Regions from separate parts of the Ovis aries genome. Here all the other regions are linked to region 2. A link is a contact called in public Hi-C data. All regions are on one chromosome and are shown on one strand. Each heading gives the region's core, a stretch centred on a gene start, on an enhancer-like site or on the middle of the called end of the contact. The rest is flanking DNA. Distances are from core to core; before and after follow the strand shown. Region 1 overlaps ADGRV1 (adhesion G protein-coupled receptor V1). Region 2 overlaps ADGRV1 (adhesion G protein-coupled receptor V1). Region 3 overlaps ADGRV1 (adhesion G protein-coupled receptor V1).

Region 1 (3,952 bases), core at 923-3,422, 150 kb after region 2:
TCTCCATATGAAACAGCTCAGCTTCTGCTACTTTCAATCCTCTTCTAAGAGCTTTACCCTTTTTTCTTGCAACCTGGTATGTACCCTTGTGCCCTGCCACCACCTCTACCAAATATAAAGACAAGTAAAGGGATTTCTGTTCGTATGTTGATTGCTCTTAACAAAGTTCTGGATAGGACAGTCTGCACTGAATGAATGAATACATGGGGCCTTGGGGTCTCTAACTCTGATACAACAAATCTGAAAATCCATGCTTTTTAAGGTAAACCAGCCAATTTCAATTTTAAATGTTCAGTTATTCTCTTCAATAACAGAAGTTTGAAATTGTCTGGAAATTAAATAGCTGTATTAATTACATCTCTAAGATGCACAGCGTGATTTTTTTTTCTGACACCACTAATGACTTTAATTTAATTTTATGTGCATCCTTATGACAAGGGGACTGCTTATAGCAACATGGGACCAGCCACAATAAGACTGACTTTCACATGCCACTAAAAAAATGTTCTCTATGGTCTGGTGATTCTCAACGGGATTTATGTTTATGTATATATGCTACACACCATCCTTACAGTCTCTGATAATTTTAGGAAATTGAAAACTCTTAACACAAATCACTGATTACTTTTTGTAACACTGCATTCTGTTATGGCTTAATATCCTCAACATTTCACAACTGAGATAAAATTAGGGATCTATATGTTTTTACTTAAGAGAAAAAAATATTGGGGAAAGAATCACTATTTTAAAGGCATTATTAGAACTTTTAATAAAAGTTCTGCATTTTAATAAAGACTGCATTTTTCTAACAAATTAAACACCTCTGGCCACAAAACAATACCTAGAAAAACAGGTACCAACCAAAACGTCTGGAAGTTTTTGTTATTGTTTTAACAACAATAAAAAAGGCCTGCTTTCACTAGCAAAAAAGGGCTGTGTGTTTGCATCTTTAGCTCAGAAACAGAAAAAGTGAATATCCCAACAAGGTTTATTGGGAAAGTCTTCTGGGTGCTTTGATAAATGAGCTTGGAAAGAGCGCCTCCTAGTGGGCGGACTTGCTCAATGTAGAAGTGACAAGGTGGAAAAGTACCTTTCACGTGAAAATGAAATGGGAAATCATACTCCTAATGAAAACAAATTCACAGCCTTGCAAACTCATTTCCGAGCAAATGACCACTTCCTTGAATTCTCTCGCCTGTTAAAATGATTACATACAGATTTATCCTTGAGGAAGATAAGCTAAAATGAAGGACTAACTTTTCAGTAATTGTCTAACAGTGCTTGAGAAACCCTTTCTGGCAAGTGGAAAATTTCTAACAATTTACGTGGTGAAGGAAAATAAAACCACGTGAGTAAAGTAAAAACATAAAGTGAGAGTTCTTTATGGTCCTTCCTATTCTAACTTTGTACCTCAGCTCCTCTGAACCACTTATTTTATGACCAATTTCAATTAAGGTGTTAAGATTCCAAGCGGTCAAATTTAGATTAGCGGTAAATTGTCAGTGAATTTTCTCTCAGTTGGTATATAGCAAAGATTTTCAAGTATGTGCCTATTCAGAGATAGTGATTTCATATCTGTCCACCATCAAGGAAACACACCTAATTATAAATTAATCAAAGAAGAAGAAATGGCAAGTTATTGAAATATTTCTCTTCAGAAATTGTGTTGTCACTTGCATGCTGCTGAATCTTCTCTACTTTCCATACTTCAATTTAATCATTATATTAAATTTAGCTCTAAAGTACTGATGAAAGCAAAAAGTTGTTTATTCTTAATCTCTGATTTTAAAAGATTCACCAATTTCTAAGTAAAATTATATCACTTTTAAGAAACATTTCGCCCAGTGATATTTATCAATTTGCTGAATTAAAAATAAAAGACATTAACTTTACAGAAGCTGCATTAAGTGAGTTAGCTGTGTTCTTGGATAAATGACTGTTTTTCAATAACTGATGCCTTTCCTACCACCTCTCTCCTCTTAAACCTGCATTGTTTCCCCATCAATGGTAAAATTACAAGCTTCTTGGACACCTGGATCTTGATGACAAGCTCCTGCTTACCAGTCCAGTTTCACCTTGCACTTTGGCCCAATTTTACTTTATACTCACTCCAGTCATCTTCAACTGAACTTTGATCTCTTTCTCCATCAACGCATGACACATTCTATCAGAACTGCCTGTGTTTATCGAGGCTACTTGCTCTACCTGGACACACTGCAGACAGTATCTCCTCTTCCCTTCCTCCTTCAACTGACCTATCAAAAGTCTACTGAGCTAATCTTTGCATGATCAGTTGCGATATCACCTACTCGAAGTCACCTTCGGATGAATGCAGTGGTTGCTTCTCTGAGCTCTCATGGCGCCTGTTCAGAAGTCATACTTTAGCAGTGACACTCTGTAGTAAATCAACCTGTTTTGCTTTCCCCTTTTCAAAGGCAGGTACTGTTTATCCCTAGCCCTGTGCACCATACACTGTCTATAGTGGATGTTATGCAAGTGCTAATTGAGTTGGGTAATCTATATTATATAGGATCTCACATCATGAGAAATGTTTCTTTCAAATCTAGGTAAAATTATTATAATTAAACTTGAAACCACAGTATTTCCTCTTTTCCGTTAAATGGAATGGTTCATAAAAGTGCAAGACCAAGCTGATTAGGATAATAAAATTATCACATGAGCATAGGATAATTATATTGCCCACTCAGAAATTTGGACTTGTGGAAATCTGAAAAAAATTTTCTAATATTTAAAAAATTAAAACTTTAGCCAATATTGGCATTCAGACACTCTTTATTTGGGTAAAAAACGTAATTACACATGCAAAAACAATATTGCACTTACGTAAATTCACACATTCAGTTCAGTTCAATCGCTCAGCTGTGTCCGACTCTTTGTGACCCCATGAATCACAGAATGCCAGGCCTCCCAAACCCATGAATTGCAGCATGCCAGGCCTCCCTGTCCATCACCAACTCCCAGAGTTCACTCAGACTCACGTCCATTGAGTCAGTGATGCCATCCAGCCATCTCATCCTCTGTCGTTCCCTTCTCCTCCTGCCCCCAATCCCTCCCAGCATCAGAGTCTTTTCCAATGAATCAACTCTTCGCATGAGGTGGCCAAAGTACTGGAGTTTCAGCTTTAACATCATTCCTTCCAAAGAAATCCCAGGGCTGATCTCTTTTAGAATGGACCGGCTGGATCTCCTTGCAGTCCAAGGGACTCTCAAGAGTCTTCTCCAACACCACAGTTCAAACCCATCAATGCTTCGGCGCTCAGCTTTCTTCACAGTCCAACTCTCACATCCATACATGACCACTGGAAAAACCATAGCCTTGACTAGACGGACTTTTGTTGGCAAAGTAATGTGTCTGCTTTTGAATATGCTATCTAGGTTGGTCATAACTTTCCTTCCAAGGAGTAAGTGTCTTTTAATTTCATGGCTGCAATCACCATCTGCAGTGATTTTGGAGCCCCCCAAAAATAAAGTCTGACACTGTTTCCACTGTTTCCCCTTGAATTTGCCATGAAATGACAGGACCAGATGCCATGATCTTAGTTTGCTGAATGTTGAGCTTTAAGCCAACTTTTTCACTCTCCTCTTTCACTTTCATCAAAAGGCTCTTTAGTTCTTCTTCACTTTCTGCCATAAGGGTGGTGTCATCTGCATATCTGAGGTTATTGAGATTTCTCCCGGCAATCTTGATTCCAGCTTGTGCTTCTTCCAGCCCAGCATATCTCATGATGTACTTTGCAGATAAGTTAAATAAGCAGGGTGACAATATACAGCCTTGATGTACTCCTTTTCCTATCTGGAACCAGTTTGCTGTTCCATGTCCAGTTCTAACTGTTGCTTCCTGACCTGCATACAGGTTTCTCAAGAGGCAGGTCAGGTGATCTGGTATTCCCATCTCTTTCAGAATTCACACATTAAATGCCAAGTTATAAAAA
Region 2 (4,293 bases), core at 1,338-3,837:
CGCAGAATAGGCTGGAATATGACAACAGCCTTCCTGCCTGGGGCGCTCTTCTTTCCCCCCAGCATCCTCCGAAACATTTCCAGCTATCCTTCTAAAGAGTAGGTATAAGCATGTCATTCCTATCCCAAATTTTTAAAACTGCCCCAAATTTAAAAACCAAAAAACTCTGACGGTTTCCCTTTACCTAAAGGCTGAAGTTTATCATCCCATTCTGAGCATGGAAACACGGCAATTAAGACAACCCAGCCTTCTCTCTCCTCTCCCACCACAACTTTTCTAGCTGCATAAACTTTCTTCCTTCCCCACATGTAGGCAAGACTAACCACGTTTGCATTCTGCAGCCTAGTCTAACACTGTATTCTCTGCCTGAAATACCCAACTCTGGCTACTTGTCACTTATGGGACTTCCCTATAGCTCAGATGGTAAAGAATCTGCCTGTAATGCAGGAGACCCAGGTGCGATCCCTGGGTTGGGGAGATCCTCTGGAGAAGGAAATGGCAACCCACTCCAGTATTCTGGCCTGGAGAACCCCATGGACAGAGGGGCCTCATGGGCTACAGCCCAAGGGGTTGCAAAGAGTCAGACACGACCAAGCAACTGACACAGAAAGGTGACACAAGCTAGGAGCAGGTAAAGTGAATGAGATATATCGAGTATAATTAGGTCACGTTAGGTCACAGGCCTCATCTAAAGAGGGCAACGTCTACTCAGGACTTGAAACTGCTGCCATGCAAATAATCCATCAAAGAAAAGCCAGACATTCAGGTTTTGATGTGAAATTTTAAAATTGAGCAAATATTAAAACCCTGTTCAGTGTACCATTGTGTGTTCACCAAACAAAATACATCAGTAGGCTGTCAGTGTAGACTTTGGTATTAGTTCTGCTAGGCCGAGGGATTCAAAGGTGACCAAGACAGGGCCTCTGACCTGAATGGCTAACCTCTGGGGCTCAGTTCAAACACTAGCCCGGGCAGGAGTGAACAAGTCCTCCACTCTGCTCTCGTAACACCGTGTTTACATGGCACCTGCCACAGTATACCCTTACAGCTAATTGTCTGCTTACTCCCTGAATCATCGGATCCTAGAGGAGCAGGGCTGTCATCTTCGTCCTCGTAATGGCAGCACTGGTACCACTGTGCGAGTACTGGGTACTCAATTATAAATCTATTGAGAGATGTCTATATGTCAACTTGTATCAACCTGATTCCAAATGTTGAAGCTACTTTGTATCTTTCCCCTCCTTAAATGGATATTCTGATCTGAGTAGGCACTACCTTGTTAAATGTGATCTCACTAATGAAGCTGTCTCAGAAAAAGCAAACCTAAATATGGTTTGAGTCATATTTCAGTTGTGTGCTATAATCCTAATACTTTCTCTACAGAGGTTATTTTATAAGATGGTGATCCAAACAAGGGCTGTTTAGAGAAATCCTTGATAAATTCAAGAGACTGTTTTAGTCTACAGACAGATCTTTTTACTTTGGAAAATAAGAAAAAAATGAGTTCATTTGTTCCATTTGCTAATTTCAGGTTGCAGCTTTTTTTCCATTTAACAAAAGCACAAAAAAGTCAGTTTTAATTTTTGTTAGTTATATAATTTCTAGTTATACCATCCAAACATGCTCACAAAGCTAACTTAAGCTAGGCATTGCCAGACTTGGAGGATGTCAATCATTTTCAGTGAACCAAAACACCAAGTACCAGACTTAATAGGGAACTGCTTGACCATCATTGTTATTTCACTCTCAGCTGATCTAATTTTTATACACAAACCCAGTCCAAATATATGCGTGTGCCCTAAATAGCTGCCATCTGTAAAGTTTATAAACATCAATACTGCTGAAAAAGAAACATGTTTTTGTAGTTACTTAGGTGTTGTCAAAATGAAGGAGGGTAAAGATTTTATATCTTTCTATTTGTATAACCAGCAAGTTAGATGGAGAAGGCAATGGCAACCCACTCCAATACTCTTGCCTGGAAAATCCCATGGATGGAGGAGCCTGGTGGGCTGCAGTCCATGGGGTCGCTAAGAGTCGGACATGACTGAGAGACTTCACTTTCACTTTTCACTTTCATGCCTTGGAGAAGGAAATGGCAACCCACTCCAGTGTTCTTGCCTGGAGAATCCCAGGGACGGGGGAGCCTGGTGGGCTGCCGTCTATGGGGTCACCAGAGTAGGACACGACTGAAGAGACTTAGCAGCAGCAGCAGCAATATTTAAGGTGTTAAAAAAATTTAACACAATCTTTACTACTTTGATCTAACACTCTGCGTGATGTTTTGTGCATATGAATTCACCTCTGTGGATGCTTGATTCCTTTATGTTGAGACTCCACGCCTTGTGTTCACTACGACACATGCGTGCTGTAACCCAACCGTGAGGCTTACCTGCAAGCTGTTGAAAATGACGAACAGAACCAACATCCAGAAGTGTCTGTAAGCCATGTGCAGGCCTCCCCAAAGCCATGTCATCGAAATCAGGGCAAAGAGATACAAAACCAGCGGAATTTCTAGACACCATAAAAGAAAAAGAATTTTTGAACTTGAGAATACTTCATAATCATACATGCATACAAAATTACTTTTAGCTCCTTCCTGGAGATACCCTCTGTGCCCAAGTACCTGTTTTGCAAGAACAACCTTGGAAATCCCATTCTTAGGGATTCCAGAGAAGAGGAGGGAACATTGCTGAGTCTACATTCCTTCTGTTCTCTCTCTGCCCTCCAAGGCTGGAGAAGGATGAGACCTGTTCCTCTCCTAGACTACCACCTGCTGGCCTGTTCAGGAAGCGCTGGAGATGCACTCACATTTCGATCCCAGGAAAGGCCCAGTATATAAACCTGCTTTTTACTTTGGAAAATTTACAAGCGCTCTCTATCAGAAAATGGCAGGCAGCAATGTGCTTCCAAAATTACAGCAGCCTAGTCTAACATTTTGAAACATTAATGAACTTGTTTGTATGTAATGGAAACATATGTATTCATACCTTTTTTTTCTGACTGAGTGGACACCAAGCTCTACAGCTGTGGTTAAGAGCAAAGATGACGAGACTGATTCACTACTGTCAAGAGTAAGTTTATTCCACCATTATTTTATCATGAAATTTGTTTTGACAGCTCCCAGAACAGATTTCTTGCGGGCCAAAGGACTTCATTACCCTTTCTACTTTATCTCTGATATTTTGGATTTAGAATAATAATCTTAAAAGAGGAGATAGTAATATGTAAATGGCAAGCCATATAAGATTTGGAAAGTGAATCAGATCTTGTTGTTGTTTAGTCGCGAAGTCATGTCCAACTGCTCTGCAACCCTATGGACTACAGCCCACCAGGCTCCTCTGTCCATGGGATTTTCCAGGCAAGAACGCTGGAGTGTGTTGCTACTTCCTTCTCCAGGGGATCTTCCCAACCCAGGAATCGAAACTACATCTCCTGCTTGGCAGGCAGATTCTTTACCACTGACCTTACCTGGGAAGTCTGTCTTGTAGAGCATCCTTAAATTTGAGTTTGATATTTTCTCATGATTTAGATTATAAACTTAGCCAGAAATCACAGAAGTGATGCTGGGTTCTTTTTACAGCATTCTATTGGTTTCCACAAGAATTCAATTTGTCCTATTATTTAGGCTGTTTGTTTTGGCCACTTGATTAAGGTAGTGGCTGCATGAGTCCTCCACTACAGAGTTAGTCCTTTTTCTTTGGTAATTAGTATGAGCTTGTATGGCATTACTTAGGAACTAGGTAAATATTCTTTCACTAATCGAATATTTGATTTCTTCACTCATTTATTTTTGTCATATAGAGTCTCAATGTAATGGGTTATGGTATACTTTGTTGTTTAGTTGCTAAGTCGTGTCTGACTCGAGACTCCTTGGATTGTAGCCCTTATACTGCTACCTGTTTATTTTGATGTTCAGGTTGTCCTAAGTCTGATTAATGGGAGCCGCTTCAAGATGGTTTCTGTGACTTCTGGTAGGTCATCGTTCTGGGAGCACTTCCTTGCTTCTGACCCAACAAGACATTTCAAGTTCATGTCATACTTCCCCTGCCACAGTCTGGTTTCTTTCAGGGTAGAAGGGTGTTTAGAAACCAAGGTCCAGGGCTGCGTATAGTCTTTGGTATTGGGTTACTGCTGTTCCTAAGTCCTCTCAGAGCTAGAGCATGCATGTCTGAGCGTGTGCTTGCACACACGTGCGTACACACACACACACATCCCTATATCTATCTCTGTATAATGGAAAACATCCTTTTATACCAATACTTCCAATTCCAATCCAATGCCACAATGTTAATT
Region 3 (4,118 bases), core at 109-2,608, 220 kb after region 2:
GCATCTTAAAATGCATGGAAAATCTAAGCATACAGCACAATAAATTTACATAAATTGAATCATGCATACACCAGCAAAGAATCAGGAAACAGCATTTTCTGCACTCTAGAAGTGCACTCACCATCCAAAAAAACAGGAAATTTTATAAAATAGTATTACCAAGTTCTCTCAATAATAACACTATATAGTGTATCCTTACAATCTAGAACTGTAATTACAGCCTTCAGGTAGAAGTGATCATGCTTTTTCCTGTTTACTTATACTTACATCTATGCCCATCTCACTGCTAATCAAGAAGCTGTGGGAACTTTTCATTTGAGCTCAGCCCAAATATCACCTCCTCTAGGAAGACTTTCTTAACCTTCACAGAAAAATTTAAGTCCTCACGTATCTTCACACACAGTCTGTGTTTACACTTACCACACTGCATCAGAGTTATCTATACACACATCTACTGTTTTAGACTGTGAGTACCTTATGGACAGAAAAGGCATTTAATTTCATCTTGATCTGCCTTCTGGGCTTTAAAAACTATACAGTTTAAAATGCATGCTAATGAATGACTCAGTGTTTTCCATGTTATTTCTTCTGCCATAGACAGCTTTTCAAAAAAGAAACTTTTACCAAATTGTATTCTATAACACTAAATGAAGCAAAATATATTATCCAGATGTCTTAAAATGTCTATCATTTTAATGCCCTCCATATAAAGGATCTGTAACACAGCATATTTTATCCAGATTAAACTAAAATGTGCTGCTGCTGCTGTTAAGTCGCTTCGGTCGTGTCCGACTCTGTGCGACCCCATAGACAGTAACCCACCAGGCTCCCCAGTCCCTGGGATTCTCCAGGCAAGAACACTGGAGTGGGTTGCCATTTCCTTCTCCAATGCATGAAAGTGAAAAGCGAAAGTGAAGTCGCTCAGTAGTGTCCAACCCTCAGCGACTCCATGGACTAATTTTAATATAAACATTATATATACATTTACAATATATTTACATGTACAAATTGCCAACATGATGCTTCTTAATAAGCAGCAGCTATTTTCTTTGTGAGTGGTGATATTAAGGCAATTATCTATAGAAGGGATAAAGGAGCTCAAAAACGTTACACTGCTTAGACCTGATACTCTCATTTGCTCTTACGGTCTCCTTTTTCATCCTTCTCCACTACAAAACTAAGCAAGCTTATTTCAACTAGGGTGAGATTAAATTTTACTTATACACTCAGCTCAAGGATCACAGAAGAAGAAACGAACATTGCATGAAAGTGGGAAATCCCACGCTCTCCTACCTGTGTACCTAAGCTGGCTGCCAGCATGTGAGTCAGAAGTTTAGCCGCAAACATGGAATACCTGGCACAGAAGATATGGGAAAGAACAGCCAGGCAGAGACCTGCAGGAACAAAAGAGCCCGTGTGTGGTTTTACAATCCATGAACAAACAGGAGCATGGTTAAATCTTCAGAGGGTAAGCACAATATCTTGGTGCTTACAGTACAAAGTCGCGTAGCACAATATTTCTGGGGACGTTCATGTTTCAATTTCAACCCACTCCACTTGACCAGACATATAAAATCCTCATACTTCTCAATTAAGCCCAAAGGGGAACTTTACATTTCAAATATCTACTTGTTTACTTCCCTACTAAAAAGAAAGCACAAATTAAGCTGATTAATAATTTCATAAAACTTCTGGTAATACATCAGGCAGGTATTACTGCTTAAGAAAAGAATCAAATTCCAATCTAAATTTTCTAAGAATGGGTGCCTTGGCTAAATAGATGTATTTGTGGAGGTGAATAGGTGAATTTTTCAGGCATAAAATTGGGATTGATGCTACCAAAACTCAGGTTTGGTAATTACCCCTTTTATCTACTAAGAATAGTTAGGCAATTACAAAAGTGGTGATTATGAATTTTAAAAGCAACCTTACACTCCTGGGTGCCAAAACCAGGAACAAAATGTGTTCTTTCCCACCAAGATGGTTTTTAACCTAAATATCTACGTTTCTAAGTGGTGTTGAAAACATTATTATTTTCTTTGAATCTACCTGAACTCACCTACCTACACTACTTCAAGGGAATGATCAGAATCTCAGGACTAACCCATAATTTTTTTATCTTGCAATTTGTATAAGTTTATTTTAATATTAGTTTAAGATTTTGTATGCGGGCCATTTTTAAAGTCTTTATTGAATTTGTTACAATATTGCTTATGTTTTGAGGTTTTGGCCATGGATACACGATCTTAGCTCCCCAACTAGGGACTGAACCAACACCCGCCGGCATTGGAAGGAGAAGTCTATACCACTGGACTGCCAGGGAAGTCCCTAGTATTAGGTTTTAAATGCAGAATGTATATATTAATTAAAAGATTTCCTGACTTTTAAAAATTTAAGTGTGCTGCATAAAGCAACGCATTTGCTTTATCACTTAGGCCTTTTACTCCACTCTCACCCTCTGCAGGGTTATTTTGTCTAGAAGTATTGACACATAACAACCAGCTTGTGTATGTTGCTTTGCCCTATGTTTTCCATGCATTATCTCATTCAGCGCCCCCCCTGGCAAAAGAAGCTGCATTTATTTTGTTTCCTCATTATCTTTTCTGAAGCGATGGAACATACCCACATGTTGGCATAAGCTGACTGGGCAGCTGCAAAATGCCCACGTGAGGTCTGTGACTACTCATCAGCACAGAAATGCCTCTCAGAAGTCCTTTCGGGAAAAGCTCTCAGTATGTTTAGGTTTGCAAAAGGTAGACAAAGTTTCACACAGGAAGTGAGGCTCTGCATTAGTCAAGGCTTTCGGCCTAGAAATTTGGCCAAGAGATCCGCAGTAATCCATTTTTTTGGAAGGTTGCCATGAGGCATTCTGGGACAGGTGTGCAGGTCCTGAGGGTGCCTCCCAAATCCACCCACAAAGGTATACAGTGTACCCAGAAACTGCATCTTTGCTTAGGCAGCTTATAAACTATTAAAGCTGTTGCTCCAAACTCACCAAAGTACACTTTGCATTTCTATGATGATCAGAGCCACCTTAAACTCAAAGTTCAAGTTGAGTGTGAGAGAGAGAGAGACTGAGTGTGTGTGTATGTCTCTGTGTGTAATACACTGACTAAAAAGCAGGGCCTTGCAAGTCTCATTTCATTGTAGGCCACATGATGACAAATATGTGCTTTTCTGTGAGCTTACCATGGTGGATGGTAACAATATGAGGCAAGGGGATTTGTGTTGGGCAAAGGAAAAATACTCCTGAATCAACTGCTTTTTCTAGATCCCCAAAAGAGCTTATTCACAGCCTTTCCCCCTAAGTTGGTAATTCTCCATTATACTCCCATTTCGTGATATAAATTTAGCACACTTAAACTTGACCAGATCAAGAATATTTAATTAAGTCTACGAAGCTGTAATTAAAAATGCTAGCATGATGCCTGGTAGGAGTCCAGGACTCAAAGCCAGGGGCAGGAAAATGGGCTGGACTCTGATAGCTTGTAACTATGATGTATGATGTTATTTAAGTGCTTATTTTATTTAGGAAAAAAGGACGCAGCGAAAAAAGCCTCAGGCAGCCTGGCCTCAGCTGACCTTGGAAGAGTTACTGAATACCTTAGATGTAAAGAAATAAATACTTTGGTTACCGAGTTCCTAAAGACTAAGTATTTATCTTTTATTCTCTCATCTGATATTGAAGAACTATATTTAGCATACAAAATTTAAATTTACAAGCCAGACTTTTTTAAACTAATGATTATTTTTTTGGTTTAAATTTCCTTAATATATAAATCACATAGTACAAAAGTTATAATTCTAAAAGGAATTCTAAAAAGTAAAGCAGGACAATTCCAGGTATTATCTCAAGGTAAACTCTAAATAGTTTCTTAGAGATTGATTCCATGGCAACTAGGCAGAAAAACAAACATGTAACTAATCGAATAATCTTCATTTACTTTTTTTCCCTAGCACTATGTAGGTTACAGACTTCATTGGAAAAAAAATTTATCAGTTTACTAACACAAATGACTTTTCTATATGATTAGACAGTAAGAGGGAAGATAAATTACCCTTAACAAAATAATAACATTGATAATCTTTGATTTAGATAAGAAAAACTCTAAAGAACA

The links. Hi-C and Micro-C count contacts between places; a contact is called where the count stands out from the background.
Region 1: a Hi-C map of liver shows a contact between it and region 2, with 4 times the contacts expected there. The contact joins two enhancer-like sites. A contact is called at or near these places in 4 of 16 Hi-C or Micro-C datasets (liver, omental adipose tissue, retroperitoneal adipose tissue and 1 more).
Region 3: a contact with region 2 is called in a Hi-C map of tail adipose tissue, with 3 times the contacts expected there. The contact joins two enhancer-like sites. A contact is called at or near these places in 3 of 16 Hi-C or Micro-C datasets (mixed tissues, omental adipose tissue and tail adipose tissue).

The regions. Positions count from the first base shown.
Region 1 is chr5:88,094,026-88,097,977 of ARS-UI_Ramb_v3.0, reverse strand. All of the region lies in intron 83 of ADGRV1 (adhesion G protein-coupled receptor V1), which reads right to left. Among named protein-coding and RNA genes, the nearest start is that of ADGRV1, 340 kb to the right of the region's middle. Within about 2 kb of position 2,172, at least 3 of the 54 cell types and tissues checked have an H3K27ac peak or open chromatin away from gene starts, as enhancers often do. A contact at or near this core is called in liver, where this site is marked.
Region 2 is chr5:88,241,030-88,245,322 of ARS-UI_Ramb_v3.0, reverse strand. It overlaps ADGRV1 (adhesion G protein-coupled receptor V1), which reads right to left. Exons shown (of 90, transcript XM_027970511.2): 87 at 2,390-2,511. Among named protein-coding and RNA genes, the nearest start is that of ARRDC3, 260 kb to the left of the region's middle. Within about 2 kb of position 2,587, at least 8 of the 54 cell types and tissues checked have an H3K27ac peak or open chromatin away from gene starts, as enhancers often do. A contact at or near this core is called in liver, where this site is marked.
Region 3 is chr5:88,015,286-88,019,403 of ARS-UI_Ramb_v3.0, reverse strand. It overlaps ADGRV1 (adhesion G protein-coupled receptor V1), which reads right to left. Exons shown (of 90, transcript XM_027970511.2): 83 at 1,294-1,394. Among named protein-coding and RNA genes, the nearest start is that of ADGRV1, 260 kb to the right of the region's middle. Within about 2 kb of position 1,358, at least 6 of the 54 cell types and tissues checked have an H3K27ac peak or open chromatin away from gene starts, as enhancers often do.